Linked DNA regions of Sus scrofa: all the other regions are linked to region 2. The links are chromatin contacts, called in public Hi-C and HiChIP or PLAC-seq maps. All regions are on one chromosome and are shown on one strand. Each heading gives the region's core, a stretch centred on a gene start, on an enhancer-like site or on the middle of the called end of the contact. The rest is flanking DNA. Distances are from core to core; before and after follow the strand shown.

Evidence for each region. A called contact is a pair of places that touch in the nucleus more often than the background predicts. HiChIP or PLAC-seq counts read pairs in DNA pulled down with a chosen protein or histone mark.
Region 1: a Hi-C map of embryonic fibroblasts shows a contact between it and region 2, with 2.7 times the contacts expected there. The contact joins the enhancer-like site here to the promoter of CBR4 in region 2. A contact is called at or near these places in 2 of 5 promoter capture datasets (fetal skeletal muscle and liver) and 4 of 47 Hi-C or Micro-C datasets (embryonic fibroblasts, liver and skeletal muscle).
Region 3: a contact with region 2 is called in an H3K27ac HiChIP or PLAC-seq map of skeletal muscle. The contact joins the promoter of SH3RF1 here to the promoter of CBR4 in region 2. A contact is called at or near these places in 2 of 5 promoter capture datasets (fetal skeletal muscle and liver), 1 of 47 Hi-C or Micro-C datasets (skeletal muscle) and 1 of 2 datasets of contacts at active chromatin or transcription factors (skeletal muscle).

Annotation. Positions count from the first base shown.
Region 1 is chr14:20,436,866-20,441,362 of Sscrofa11.1, reverse strand. All of the region lies in intron 2 of SH3RF1 (E3 ubiquitin-protein ligase SH3RF1), which reads right to left. Among named protein-coding and RNA genes, the nearest start is that of SH3RF1, 18 kb to the right of the region's middle. Within about 2 kb of position 2,487, at least 25 of the 83 cell types and tissues checked have an H3K27ac peak or open chromatin away from gene starts, as enhancers often do. A contact at or near this core is called in embryonic fibroblasts, where this site is marked.
Region 2 is chr14:20,619,192-20,623,664 of Sscrofa11.1, reverse strand. It overlaps CBR4 (carbonyl reductase family member 4), which reads right to left and starts at 1,705. Exons shown (of 5, transcript XM_001927085.6): 1 at 1,419-1,705. The coding sequence starts at 1,560.
Region 3 is chr14:20,418,649-20,423,305 of Sscrofa11.1, reverse strand. It overlaps SH3RF1 (E3 ubiquitin-protein ligase SH3RF1), which reads right to left and starts at 2,688. Exons shown (of 12, transcript XM_021072854.1): 1 at 2,556-2,688; 2 at 655-1,142. The coding sequence starts at 1,047.

The DNA.
Region 1 (4,497 bases), core at 1,238-3,737, 180 kb after region 2:
GCAAGAGAAAAATATTTCAGCGAGAGCGCAGACTTCCAAAAAAAAAAAAAAAGGCAAGGGGGGGTGGGTAGAGAACCTAAGTTGTCCCCAGCACATCTTAGTGTCCCCATCTAGGCTGCTGAACAGCCTTACTGCCGAGCTGGAGGTGTGCAATGCCACTCCTCTACAGTCTGTCACTCTGTTCTGCTCCACAGACTCTGACGAGGTCATGCTTAATGGCCAAAAAATTCACTAGATGCCTAAAGGAGAAAGTAGAAAAAGATAGGCAGGCCTGCGGGTGTGGTGATCTATTTAGGCGCGCAACTGTATTTTAAACATAATGAGACTAATTGCCTCCAAATCTTCCCTGGTGCATCTGCACACGCAATTAATTAGTGCTGATTTTAAAAGCCCTGTTTGGAATCCTTTGTTCCGCACTTCCTACAAATCAAATTACCAAGGAACAAATTCAATTTTTCAACTTTTATTTTAAGAGAGGCACACGCTTACATTAACTGGGTCTGATCCACTAATGTAAGTCATTTAACTAGCAATTATTTTACTCTGAAACTAAAAGCCAACTCAAATTTTTTCATCTATAAAATAATTCCCTGGCAAATGTGACCATCTTGCAAGACTGCTGGTGGAAGATGTGGATAATCACACAGCTCTTCACCTAGACAGGGAGCTGGAAAAAGACAAAGTTTCCTTTTGCAGGAAAATTAAAGTCTGGAGAAAGTCACCTCTGACCATGTGCTTCACTCTCCCCTGGTTTTGTTCTACCCATGAAATCAAATGTGCTGAAGGAATTGAGAAAGGACATCAAGGAAAATAACAAGTGAATGTAACAAAAAAGAAGCAGATTCTCAAGGAACTATTGTACAACACAGGGAAATCTACTCAATATTTTGTAATGACCTGTAAGGGAAAAGAATCTGAGAAAGGAACACATATATAACTGATTCACTTTGCTGTACACCTAAAACACAACATTGTGAATCAACTATACCCCATCCCAGTAACATCCAAAAAAAAAGAAAAAGAGGCAGATTCCCAGATACAGAGAACTAGTGGTTACCTGGGGAGGGGGAGGGGCAGGAGGGTCCAAACTACTGGGTGTGAAAGAGGTTCAAGGTGTATAGGGTACAACACGAGGAACAGAGTCAGCATTTTGTAATAACTGCAAATGGAAAGTAACTTTTAAAAATTGTGTAAAATTCTTTAATTTAAAAAGAAAAACAAAGAGTTCCTGTTGTGGCTCAGCAGTAATGAACCCGACTAGTATCCATGAGGATGCAAGTTCAATCCCTAGCCCTGCTCAGTAGGTTAAGGATCTGGCATTTCCGTAAGCTGTGGTGTAGGTCGCAGATGTGGCTCGCATCTAGCATTGCTGTGACTATGGTGTAGGCCGGCAGCTGCAGCTCCTAGGTGACCCCTAGCCTGGGAACCTCCATGTGCCACAGGTGTGGCCCTAAAAAGGAAAAACAAGACATGACATGAAGGGCTATTTAACAGAATAAAGCCTGATGGGCTAATTGGGAAAACGTGATGACTGAGGCCAACAGCTCAAATCCTGGAATTGGAGACAGGCCGGAGAGGGCAGAGGGACAGAAAGGGGAAACAAGAGGGAAGCAGGTGGGGAAAGGAGAAGAGGCTGGCCTGAGGGAGGGCAGGAGTGGCCACCAGATCAGCTGAGGGATGGCCTCTCAAAGCAGTGTCTGCCAAGGGAACGAATGGCAGCAGCATCCACAGTGAGGCTGGAGGGGCCCCACCCAGGACAGGGACCATCAGTGCCTAGCATGCCAGGAGGGCCTGCAGGTGGAGTGGATGCAGCTCCCCTGATCTGAGGTCAGCTCCCTGCAGGGGTGGGAGAAGCACCCCCAACCAAATGTGATCCGCATGGGCCAAGAGAACAGTTCTGCCGTCCTGAGACTCAAGGGCCCAAGAGGAGATCTGTCCCAGGAAGTGTCATGAACTTCCTGCAGGTACTGGACACCCTGGAGCTGACCACAGGGGGTGGAAATGGGAGAGGGAGGCAGCCATGTGCCCCAGCAAAGGCTCAGAGCTGCACACCTGGCAGGGGCTGTGACACCTGATGGGACACCAGCACAATCTGCACTGCCAAGTCCCAGTGATCTCCCCCTCCACTGGGCAGTGGGGGAACATCCTCTAAATTTAGGTGCAAGTGGGCCCTGTCCCAGTACGTGCAGAAGCACAGAGTCATCAGGAAGTGGGAAGCATAAAGACCCACCCCCTGCTGGCCACTCCCCAAATCACAAAGAGAGGCAGCTCATGGAGTTTGGTGCAGCCACCAGTGAGACACAAGGGCCCATGGGAGCCACTCCATGAGCCCTGATGTGACACAAACACATACAGCCACGACCAGACTTGGAAAAGAAAAGGTCCTTCTGACGTTAACCCACAGTAGCTGGCCCAACAGTCGGCAGTGTGACTCTGTGAAGGGGAACAGGGTGGCTGAGTGCCGCTTTCTATACCCGTCACATCATACACTCAATTCGCCAGAGTCACGACACAGCTGCGATGACTAGGTGTTTCCACCCACTCCTCACACAGCTGCAGGGATGGAAAACAATGTCGCTTCTCCACCCCCGGGCATGTGAGGCACAGGACTTGCAGAAATGAGTGAAAAAGAGCCCCTCCCAGCACCCTCATTATCTGTATTCTGGGAGTCGGCACAGCTCAGGAACTGAAGCACCATCAGTGATCAGAGCTGTATTCATTTCCGAAAGCTAAAAACAGAGGCGCTGCCATCGTCTGAAATCACGTTGCTCATCCCTTAGGTTGAACAAAAGGGCTCGTGGCAAAGATTATTTTTTCAATCATTCCACATTTATCCTCACAAAACAAAGCAATACACAATGAATGGCCAAATAGGCATGTATGACACTTTAATTCACTCATCTAGAAAAGTTCTCGGTTCCAACTTAAACATCTGAATGAGTCACAATCATTTTCCCATTTGCCACATTTTTTCAACATGAGGTCTGCAGTGTAATGAAGACCAACAACATACCTTACGTAAAACTCATTCACCAATCTGTGAACTTAACTGATTCTTTACTGAGGGCCTGTTAAGCACCAGGCAGTATTCAAGCTGAAATAAATGAATGCAAGTTCTGGTCCTCACAGCTGGGAGCCAAAGGGGCTCTTCCTTCCAGACAGGGCTGAGGGCAGGTAAACTGCAGGACAGCCTGTGTGACTGGAGCAAAAGACATGGGCGTGGCACAGATAAGGGGGTAGAAAGGGCAGGACCCAGGTACCGGGCTTCAGAATAACCTTGGAGCAGTTTTGAACAAGAGGCATCAAGTCACCTGGACCGGAAATGCCAGGGACTCTGGGAGACACAGTGGGTTAGTCAGAGCTTAACCTGACACTCTCGAAACGCCTTCCCTCTTTAGCTTGTGCAGGGGTGGGAGCTACCTCTTAAACGTCTTCCCGAGGAAAAAGACATGAACACGCCAAGCCCACGTCCCTCGGTGACTTTGCTAGTCTGGAACAACTGAAAACTAAGGTTTCAAATGGTCTCAGTCAAGCAGCCTGAAAATCAAGCACAAAACGAAATGACCCCCATCCTCTCCTTCACTGTCACCACATGAAAGTCATCCAGGAGTGAATAGTCCTTTGTCCTTGAACAGGCTATTTGAAAAACAGAAGCATACTGTCTTTTACTGTCCGTTCATGCTTCACCAAGTCCCTGGGGTGGGCTTTCGTCCTTCAAAATCCCCTCATCGACAGGTACCTGTAAGCCTTGCTCTGGAACCTGGGACTGGGGGCTGGAATGCAGGGGAGGGTCCACAGCACCCTTTCCTGAAAGGAACCAGGTGGCCTCACCTGTGAGGAATGCGTCTGGGACTCAGAACAAAGGTGGCTTCCTTCCTTGTGAGGAAACACAATCTGTCCAGAAAACTGCTGCATTACTTGTGAATGATTTAAGGCTGCAGAGTCCAGTCTTAAAGCCCCTGTTTATTTTATTAACAAAACTGTGTGGGGAGTCATCCTTAGTTCAAACTTTAAAGAAAAGCCCAACATATTCCTTCATCAAAACTATATGTTATTGTTCAGATCACCTTTGATATGTGTGTTTGAGCCAAATAAGTGTATTTATCCTTCGGAGACTATAATCGAGAGATTATATGTCTACAGGGCCGGGAGTCTGCTTTCCCGTTCACGGGAACCCTGGAAGGAAGGCAATAAGCCTGACGTTTCAGGCTGTACTTCGAATGTAAAAGGAAGCCCTGCATTTTCATATTTTAGGGCATGCTGAGTTTTCCAGTTTATGAAACATATCACAGCTTCCTTTTTCAGAGGGTGATATCAGTGCAAAACAAGTTCTTTGAGAACATAAGGAATTCCTTCTCTGCTAGCCTGGATGCAACAAACAGAATACAATGTTACTAAAACACTACCTCGCTCTTTGAAGATCACACACATCTTGTTACATATTTTTCCCCAAGGTCCAATGGTCCAGAATTTACTTTCTTAAATCCACAGAATCAG
Region 2 (4,473 bases), core at 456-2,955:
GGGGGGAGCAGAAATAAAGTAATACAATAGACTGTAAATCCTAAAACTTTTTTTAATCAAAAAATGAGGGGAGAATGTTTTTCTTGTAAATACTTTGTATGGTTCATCTAATAATATTTATACCATTGATACTGACCCCATGCACCAGTTTTTTCAGTTTTATATTCCTTTTTTTGAAACTTAATGTCTAATTCAGTTACATTTTGCTGAATTGGTTTCCTGGCCCTGAGATAAACTCTAGGGCTTTTTTGTTTTAACTGTGGCACATATAATGACTGTTATTCAAGCCTATTAGAAGAAATGAGACAAAACAGGAAGCTGTAAAAAAAAAAAAATTCTAAAACTACAAATCATGAAAGAAAACAACTTTTTACTAAAAACAACTCTGTTCTTTTAAAAATGTTCATTGTGAACTATTTAAATACCAACAAAAAATTACACTTCAAAGTCTTCTCTACTTAATAACGTACCATTTTATCACTCTAAAATGTAGTTTAAAAAAAAACTAAATAATTGTTTATCTTCTGGCTAGCCTTGCCTTATATATCAACACTAAAATTACTTCCTCAAATCTTCGGAGACAGTAAGTCACTCAGGAAGCAACACTTTCTGGGTGAAAACCAATCACTCCTGGACCACGCAATTCAAGGAAATGCAAGGCCCAGAGCACTGACTCTCGGCTTTCACCTGAAGGTGTGCTGGGCCCCGCACCACCCTGGAACCCAGCACAGCCTCACTGATGGCTGGGTGACCCGTAGGGCCAGCGCGTGCTCGCCCCAGGGCCAGACTGTAATGACTGCAGCAGGAAGCATCGCGGAGATTCTCCCGCGTCTACGACTCCCGAGTGTCCTATAGACTCTAATACGCAAACACTTGGGTGAGCCCAGCGGTGACGTCGCTGCACAGGTGCCCCGTTCCCAGGTGAACGAGATGCACCTGCACCGGCCGCCCTCCTAACTCAGCAGACAACTGCGTGCTCTGGGCCGTCAAAACACCCGTCTCCCAGCCACCCAGACACTGAAATTTGCAAAGCAACTGCTAACCCATTCCTAACAAATAGAAAAAAATGGAGTTTGAGCGCATTATCAGAATCGGACGGAACAAATCTCACTGTCCCTTTGTAAAGGTCATGGAGGGAGCGTAATTACGTAAACGCTTTGACGCAGAGAAAAGGACGGGACACGGCTCGGACAGACCCGACCAGGAGAGTCCCACTCCGAGCACGCGCAGCAAAGCGCAAGAACAGGCGCGCACCGAACAGGCACGGAGACCGCAGCGCGCCTGCGCCGTGCCCTTCCCATCGCCCGCACGGGGGACCTAACCACGGTGGAGGGGAGCGCTCAAGGGGGCCTTTAAGATCCGCTGCGGCTGCAGCACACTCGCCGCGCGGAAGCGGGGCGTATCCGGTCGGTACCCACCACCCAGGTCCCCAGCCACGGCTCTGGCTCCTTGCAGATTCCGGGCGACGATGGCCAGTCGGTAGCCTCTCTGGGCCATCAAGCGGGCCACCGCCCTGCCGATGCCCCGGGAGCCTCCGAACACGGCGCACACCCTGTCCATCTGGGACCGGGAGGAGGCTGCAAGGGGCTGCCTTTCCTACGGCCTCGCAGCAACCCTCACAAGCCGAAGCGCCGCCCCCACAGTCAAACTGCTGCCGGGCGAGCGAAGACTCCTTGAGCGCAGCGTCGGCGCGTTACGTCAGCGCGTCGACGTCAGCGCGCATGGGTTCGGGACGCAGCGCCTTCTGAGGACGCGAATACTGGCCTGAGAGCTGGGCCGCGGGAGCGGTGCAGAGACGGCCTGCGCTGCATGCTGGGACTTGTAGTCTCGAAGCAGGAGAAGACCACGTGGTCGCGGTGCTTTAGGGGACAAGGCGTTGGAGGCAGCTGGGCTACTCTGCATGCAGTTGGTGTGGGCGTCGGGACCGTTTCTAGGGAACCAGCTCTTACCTCTTACAGCTGAGCGGGGTTGCGAACTCCCTGGGTGCGGGATGTTCCACCTAAAACTCAAGCTGGGACATGCGGATCACCTCATTAGGACCCAGGGTATACCCTCTGAGTTTGTGTCTGGCGGAGAATGGGGGCAGGAATCAGGCCCGCAGCAGATCCCCGCCCAACCGTTGTCCAGCTTAGTTTGGACACAGGCGCACTGTGAGGTCTAACGGGCCAAAACCTAGGAATTTGCATCAAAGTAAGGTTTATTGCAGGGCTGAGGAGGGAGAATTGGATCATGCTGGAAAGACCTGAGCTCTCCCGTGGGTTTCAGGAAAGGACTGTTTATAGGCAGAATTGACGGGAGTGGGGGGGGGGGGTAACCCTCTTCTGATTGGTTGGTGGTAAGGTAGTAGGGTGGTGTTGCGGGAACCTTAATCTGGAAGTCTTCTGGTTCCAACTAGTCTAGGGTCCACTTGCTTGAGCTCAGCCTTAAGTGACCAACCTCCACCTGGGTGGGAGGAACCTTAGTTCCTGCAGAAAAACTCAGATGTGCATCTGATTATTATGCCCATCCCCTGAGAAGGAACCGCAATGCTACCCGGTCCTAAACTGTCGGTTCTTTCTGCATCCCTTTACTCTCCTGACCAGGAGCTGCATGAATCCGAAGGTGTAGGAGGCTGAAAACCTTTTTCCTACAAACAAGAAATGGGTGACATGGAAAGGCTTTTATACCTGGAAGGGCCCCACAGGGTGCTGCTCAGTTTCAATCTTCTGTTTTCTTTGATTCTTCTCAGTCTTGAGGGGAACAGGTGTTGGACAAGGAAAGGAGTAACATTTTGGATAAATAGGTTGATGAGCTCAGCAGGGTAACTCAGTTTTAGGGATAAAGTTTGCCTCTCTGGAGGAGTAGCTCCAGGGTCAGCCTCATATCAAACCCCAGTGTCCTCCCCATGGAAGGAGCAGGGACACAAGGGTCAGACTCATACCAGACCCTGTCTTAGCACCCCTCTCCCACCTAGGCCCACCAGTCATCTGAAAGAGAGGTGTGGTAGAAGCAAGGGACCCAGTCTGGATGGCACAGGAGGAGCTCAAGAAATGTTAACTGAATGAATAGTCTTGCCTGATCCAAAGCACAAGGACTGAGCCTCCTCCAATGCTGCAAAGAAAAATAGGTTCCTGCAGTACTGAAGAGGACGTGCTGGGTGCTTTCAGGATTAATAAGCTGAAAGCTTAGTGTTTGTTACAATAACACTTGAGACATTGTCACTGTATTAAATGTTTCAGGAAAGTGTAAAGCATGGTCCCTACTACTAAAAAGAAGACCACCTGGGATAACAGGACAACTACAGGTGAACACCAGTGAATAATCCAAAATCACGACATGCAAAACCGTCTTAACAGGAGAGCTCAGAGGAAAAGGAAGTCAATGAAGGATGGAGAAATGCATGGAGAAGCTGCATTTGAGGTCTGGATGCAGATGAATGAAGGCAGGGGAAGAACAACGACAACAACAAAAAACCGCTAAGCAAATTGAACATCATTTTTGTCCCACCTGAATCCAAAGCAGATTAAAAGGGCTTGGAAAAATACATTGTAAAACCTCACACCCATTAGGATGGCCACTATAAAAAATAATAACAAGCATCCACAAGTGCTGGAACTCTTGTACACTGTTGATGGGAATGTAAACTGGTACAGTTGCTCTGAGAAACAGTATGGTGGTTTCTCACAAAAAGATCGTATTGCCGTATAGTCCAGCAATTCCACTTCTGGGTATATGCCTAAAAGAATTAAAAGCAGAGTCCGAAAGCAGTATTTGTAAACCCATGTTCATAACAGTGTTATTCATAATACTTAGAATGCGGAAGCAACCCATGTGATCATGGATGGATGCATAAGCACGGGCACACACGCACGTGTTACTCAAATTTCAAAAGGAAGGAAATTCTGCAGTACGCTACCACATGGATGAACCTTGAGGACGTTGTGATAAATGAAATAAGCCAAAATGAGCCAATCACAAAACAACAAACACTGTATGATTGCACCTAGATGAGGTACTCAGCCTAGTCAGAATCATACAGAAAGTAGAATGGTGATTGCCAGAGGCTGGGGACGAGGAGGAAGGGAGAGCTGTTTAAAGAGGATAATGTTTCGGTTTTGCAAGATGAAAACAGTTTAGGAGAGGCTGGTGGTGATGTTACGACATGGATGTTACTTACTACTTCTGAGCTGTATACACTTGAAAATAGTTTTAAGATGTAAATTCTATGTGTATTTTACCATATTTTTTTTTCTTTTTAGGGCCAGACTTGTGGCATATGGAAGTTCCCAGGCTCGGGGTCAAATCAGAGCTAACAGCTGCCAGCCTACACCACAGCCACAGCACCGTGGGACCTGAGCTACATCTGTTAACTACACCACAGCTCACAGCAATGCCAGATCCCCGACCCACTGAGTGAGGCCAGGGATTGAACTCGCATCTCATGGATACTAGTTGGATTCATTTCCGCTGAGCCACAATGGGAACCCCCTATTT
Region 3 (4,657 bases), core at 1,439-3,938, 200 kb after region 2:
GATGAGAACAATTCATTTCACTCCCTATAAACCCAACATAAAAAGCTGGATTCTCTGCTGTCTTAGCTCAGCTCTCAATGACATTTTGTTGCTACAGCAACAAAACTCTGCTACCTGTGGCCATGATTTGTTAAGAATTCCTCCAACCAGAAAATTCTGTGCTGTGCATTCATAAAACCAACAGAATGGCTCCAAGCAACGTAAAAATTAAAGCTCAAGTTCCTCCTTAGGATTTATGCACCCATATATTTATAACATGTATACATAGCTATACACACACACATACAATCATGGCTCTCCCATCTCCATCAAAAAGGTAAAACCACACCAAATCTTCATTTTAAAATCAGCATAAAAAACAGCTGTGTTTTAGATTTCATTGAATAATTGCCATTGTCTCCCAAAATTTAACTTAACAGGTAATAGAAACCAACCACCACGATAGAATTTTAAAAACAAGAAAATGTATCCAATTTCAATCCAAGCTCATTCCAAAACGAAAAAAAAAAAATTCCTGAGGCATTATTTCCTACCTGTTCCAGTAAGTGTGACTTCTTTAGCCATGAGCTGATTCAGAAAACATGCAGTTAAAGAACAAAGAATAAGGATGACCATCAGCACCGCCACCGCCACACCAGGTCGCGGTCTACTCACCCTCACTGGGGGGCTCCAGGCTTGCGCCCTTGGCTGCTGTGCCCCCTGGGAGCCCTGGATGTCTTTCGAGCTGCAATTGGCCCCAGCGCTGCCCTGAGCCCTCGCTGCATTTGGGCAGCTGGTGCCACTGCCCCCGGCCGGGCCAGGTTTCCAAGGCCTCTGCTTGATGCCGTCCAGAAGTCTGACCAGCAGGATGTTGCTGGGGAGCTGTTCCACGCCTGAGCCAACCAGGGTCCTGCACTCAGGGCATCGGAGCTCGTTTCGGGAACCCACAATGCCCAGCAAACAGCGTTTGCAAAACGTGTGCTGGCAGGGCAAGACCTTGGCGGAAGCATCGAGCCGCTCCAGACACACGGGACACTCCAGAAGATCCAGCAGAGCGGACTCATCCATCTTCACCTAATTCAACGAGGAAACGGCTCCAGCAGCGCGCACAGTCATGTGCATCCCTGAGAGCGATTCATGTAACATCCATGTCAGACGCTGCTCTGGAGTCGTCACAGCCCAAGAAGAGAAGACAGAAAGTCCTATGATCATCACAGAAGAGCCAGGAACCAAAAGTGTACTCCAAAGTCAGCAGTTCAACACAGAATAGGCTTTCTAAGCAATTCAAAATTAACCTGTAAAGATATCTAGGTTCCTGTGCAGAAATGGCTATCAAACCCCATTGAGCATCCCTACAGCAAACAGGATCTATGAAATGCAGTAACAATTTCCTCTGTTCTCAACATGCTATCTGCTGCCTGTATAAAGTCCTCCAATGGCATGAGAAAGTGAGCCTTTAACTGAAATTCCTTTCAAATCCAACCAGGTGCCCAATATTTAAGCCACTTTAGTGATTAAGAAACCACTCTGGTGTGATTCGCTTTTGGCAAGTGATCCCAATATTAAATACATATGTTTCTTCACTGGTCCTAAGACTTAAATCTTGCCCAACCAAAACAAGATGAAGGTTGACAATTCTAAAGGACGCACTTAAGTCTGGCCTTGAAACGGGCAGCGGTTGACAAACTCTGAAACCATTTCTGAACAGCCTGTGCTAATCCCATTCAGAAAACCTGGCAAAATTATCACCCAAAGAATTTGAGAATGGAATGCTGTACTGGGAATCGTGAGCATAATAAGAAAATGGGGCCATTCAGGAAAAAGCCTTTAAACCAGACCCTGCACTGCTCTCTCCACCCCCGGTTATATGTAGACATGCCCAGGAGAACCGGGTGGCCGACAGCAGGAACGGCCACTCCTGACGGTTGGGCGGGGGCCAGGCCGCCCCTATGCTCGCCGCAGGTACTGCGGACCCGCGTGGACGCCGGGCCGGGGTGGGGGCCTCTTATGGACGACGGGCCAGGTGCTGGGCGGCCGGCGTAGACGCGCCCGAGGCCAGGTGCTGGAGGCGGGCCTCGTAGACACCGCGGGGCCAGGTGCCAGAGGCCGCCCGTATAAACACCCTGGGGCTGGTGCTGTGTCCGCCTGGATAGACACCCCGGGGCCAGGTGCTGGGAACCACCCGTGTAGACGCGCCCCAGGGATGGTGCAGTGGTCGCCCGCATAGACAGCCTGGGGCCAGGTGCCGGGAACTACCGGCGTAGACGCGCCCCGGGGCTGGTGCAGGGGCCGCCCCCGTAGACCCCGCGCTGGGGCCAGCGGAAGGGAGGGGAGGGCAGGGCCGGGCCGGGTGGGGACATCCGCCGCCTGGCCTCCGCCCCCGGGCCCGGCCGGACAGGAGCCCAAGCCCGCGGGAAGTTTCGGGGGCTTGGAAAAGCCCGCAGCCCAGCGTCGCCAGGTCCGTCCGCCGGGCACCCGGGGCGCGCGCCGCCGCAGGGACCCGGGGCGGGCCGCCCCGCTCCAGCCCGGGCCGGGGGCGCGGGGCTAGGGGCCGAGGGTCGGGGGCGGGGTCCTACCTCCGCGCGGCGCCCTCTTTGTCCGCACGCCCTGCGCTCTCCCGCTCGCCGGCCTCAGACGCCGCGGCCGCTCGGGGCTCTGCTCGCCAACCGCGCGCTCCCGCCGCCGCCGCCTGCCGGGCCGGGGGAGGAGGAGGGGAGGGACGGGGAGGGGGCGGAGCAGGGGGATGGGAGGGGGAGGAGCAGGGGGATGGGAGGGGGAGGAGCAGGGGGATGGGAGGGGGCGGAGGGAGGAGGGCGGAGAGGGAGGAGGAGGAGCAGGGGAGGCCTCCCGCCAGCCTCCCGCGTCTGGGCTTCGCCGGCCCGGGAAGAGGTCCCAGGAGGAGGGGAGGGGCGGCCGCCGCCGAGGCTGCGAGAGCTGCCGAGAGGGGGACGCGGTGGCCGCGCGGGGTCCGCAGAGGCGGAGCGGGCTCCGCCCCGACCCCGGCCACAGACCAAAGCGTGAGTCCGGGGGGTCGGCCCAGAACCCGGAAGGCGGGGTCGGTGGGAGGCCCGCCCCGGACCCGGGGGTCAGCCTGGCTCCGGGCACCGCGCGGCCCTTCCCCAGCCCGGCCGGCCCGAACCGGCCCCACGGCCTCCGGGGCAGGGCGGTGGGCGGGGGGGGAGGGCACACACCTGTAAAGCTGGGCACACACCTGTAAACGAAAGGTCCTTCGAAAAAACACGTCCACAGATTTGGGCGATCGTTTCTCAGGCTCAGTTTAAAGGGCAAACGGGCTCAAATTTTGTCATTGATCTCAAAATTGTCATTTTATTTGCATTTACCATCAGCTTAACAAAAAGTTATCCCACATACCCGTCCTCTAACGTATGCAGAAAATAAGGAGAAAGGGTGACAGAGACCCGTTTAAAGGAGCTGCTGCCAGGCCACCAATGCACCTGACACCTTGAAGGGAGTCAGTGATCTTCTGGGTCTCCAGCCAGGCCCACAGCCAAAGCATTCAAGACAAATGAGAATCCCCTGAGAAAGGAAAGGCTGTGACAGGTACAGTGATGGCTCCCTCACTGTCTGCAGTCACCTGCTAGCCAGGTGGAGTAGCCCAGCTCTCACTGCACCCCCATATGCGTCCCTCCCCGGCTTTGCTCTCCTGGATGAATATGCTCACAGCCAGTACTCAATGCCAGAAAGGACATCCCACGTCCCCTCCATTAGAACACGTACATTTGAGCTGAGAAACACAAGGGGAGCAATGAGCAGAACAGAGCATTTTTAACCCATAATCTACAAACAAGGCCCTTAGAAAGTGATGTCTTAGCCCACACACCTCTAGTTTCCGCCAGCAGGTGGATGGAGGGGAGGTTTATTAGAAGGTTACAGGCATTAAACAGATAAATATTATTATGTGTCATTTACAGTTATTAACACCAAAACTCAAATAGGATCACTTTATCCCCAGGTCACAAAATCAATCAGGCTGGACCAAGATGCAATTGTATACCTGGATCCCAAGTTCAGCTTTTTTCCCACCACCCCAAGCTCCTCTTTCTCAGGTCACCTCAGGCAAACCTGAACACACTGTGTGTGTCCTCCCCAGGGAAGAGTGACACTCAATGAGGTAAAGACTCTGGAGACCAAAGGAAAATGACATTTTACTTTGTTATTTGGCCACTGGTTTTTTTTGGGGGGAGGCGTTGTTTGTCATTTTAGGGCCATGCCTGTGGCATATGGAGGTTCCCAGGCTAGGGCTTGAATAGGAGCTATAGCTGCCAGCCCACGCCACAGCCACAGCCACGCAGGATCTGAGCCGCATCTGCAACCTACACCACAGCTCATGGCAACGCCAGATCCTTAACCCACCAAGCAAGGATTGAACCTGAGTCCTCATAGATACTAGTCAGGTTTGTTAACCGCTGAGCCGTGAAGGAAACTCCAGGCCGCTATTGTATTTGGAGAGCAGTGCACAAGGTCCTGGGTGGAATGGTGCAGCTCTTAAAATTCCAGGCCAGAACATCTGCAGTCAGACCCATCATCACAGAACCGGAGGGAGTTCCCTGGTTGTGCAGTGGGTGGGGGATTGGGCATTGTCACTGCTGTGGCTCGGATTCAATCCCTGGCCCACGGTGCAAGCACGGCCGAAAAAAAGAAAAAAAAAAAAAAATGA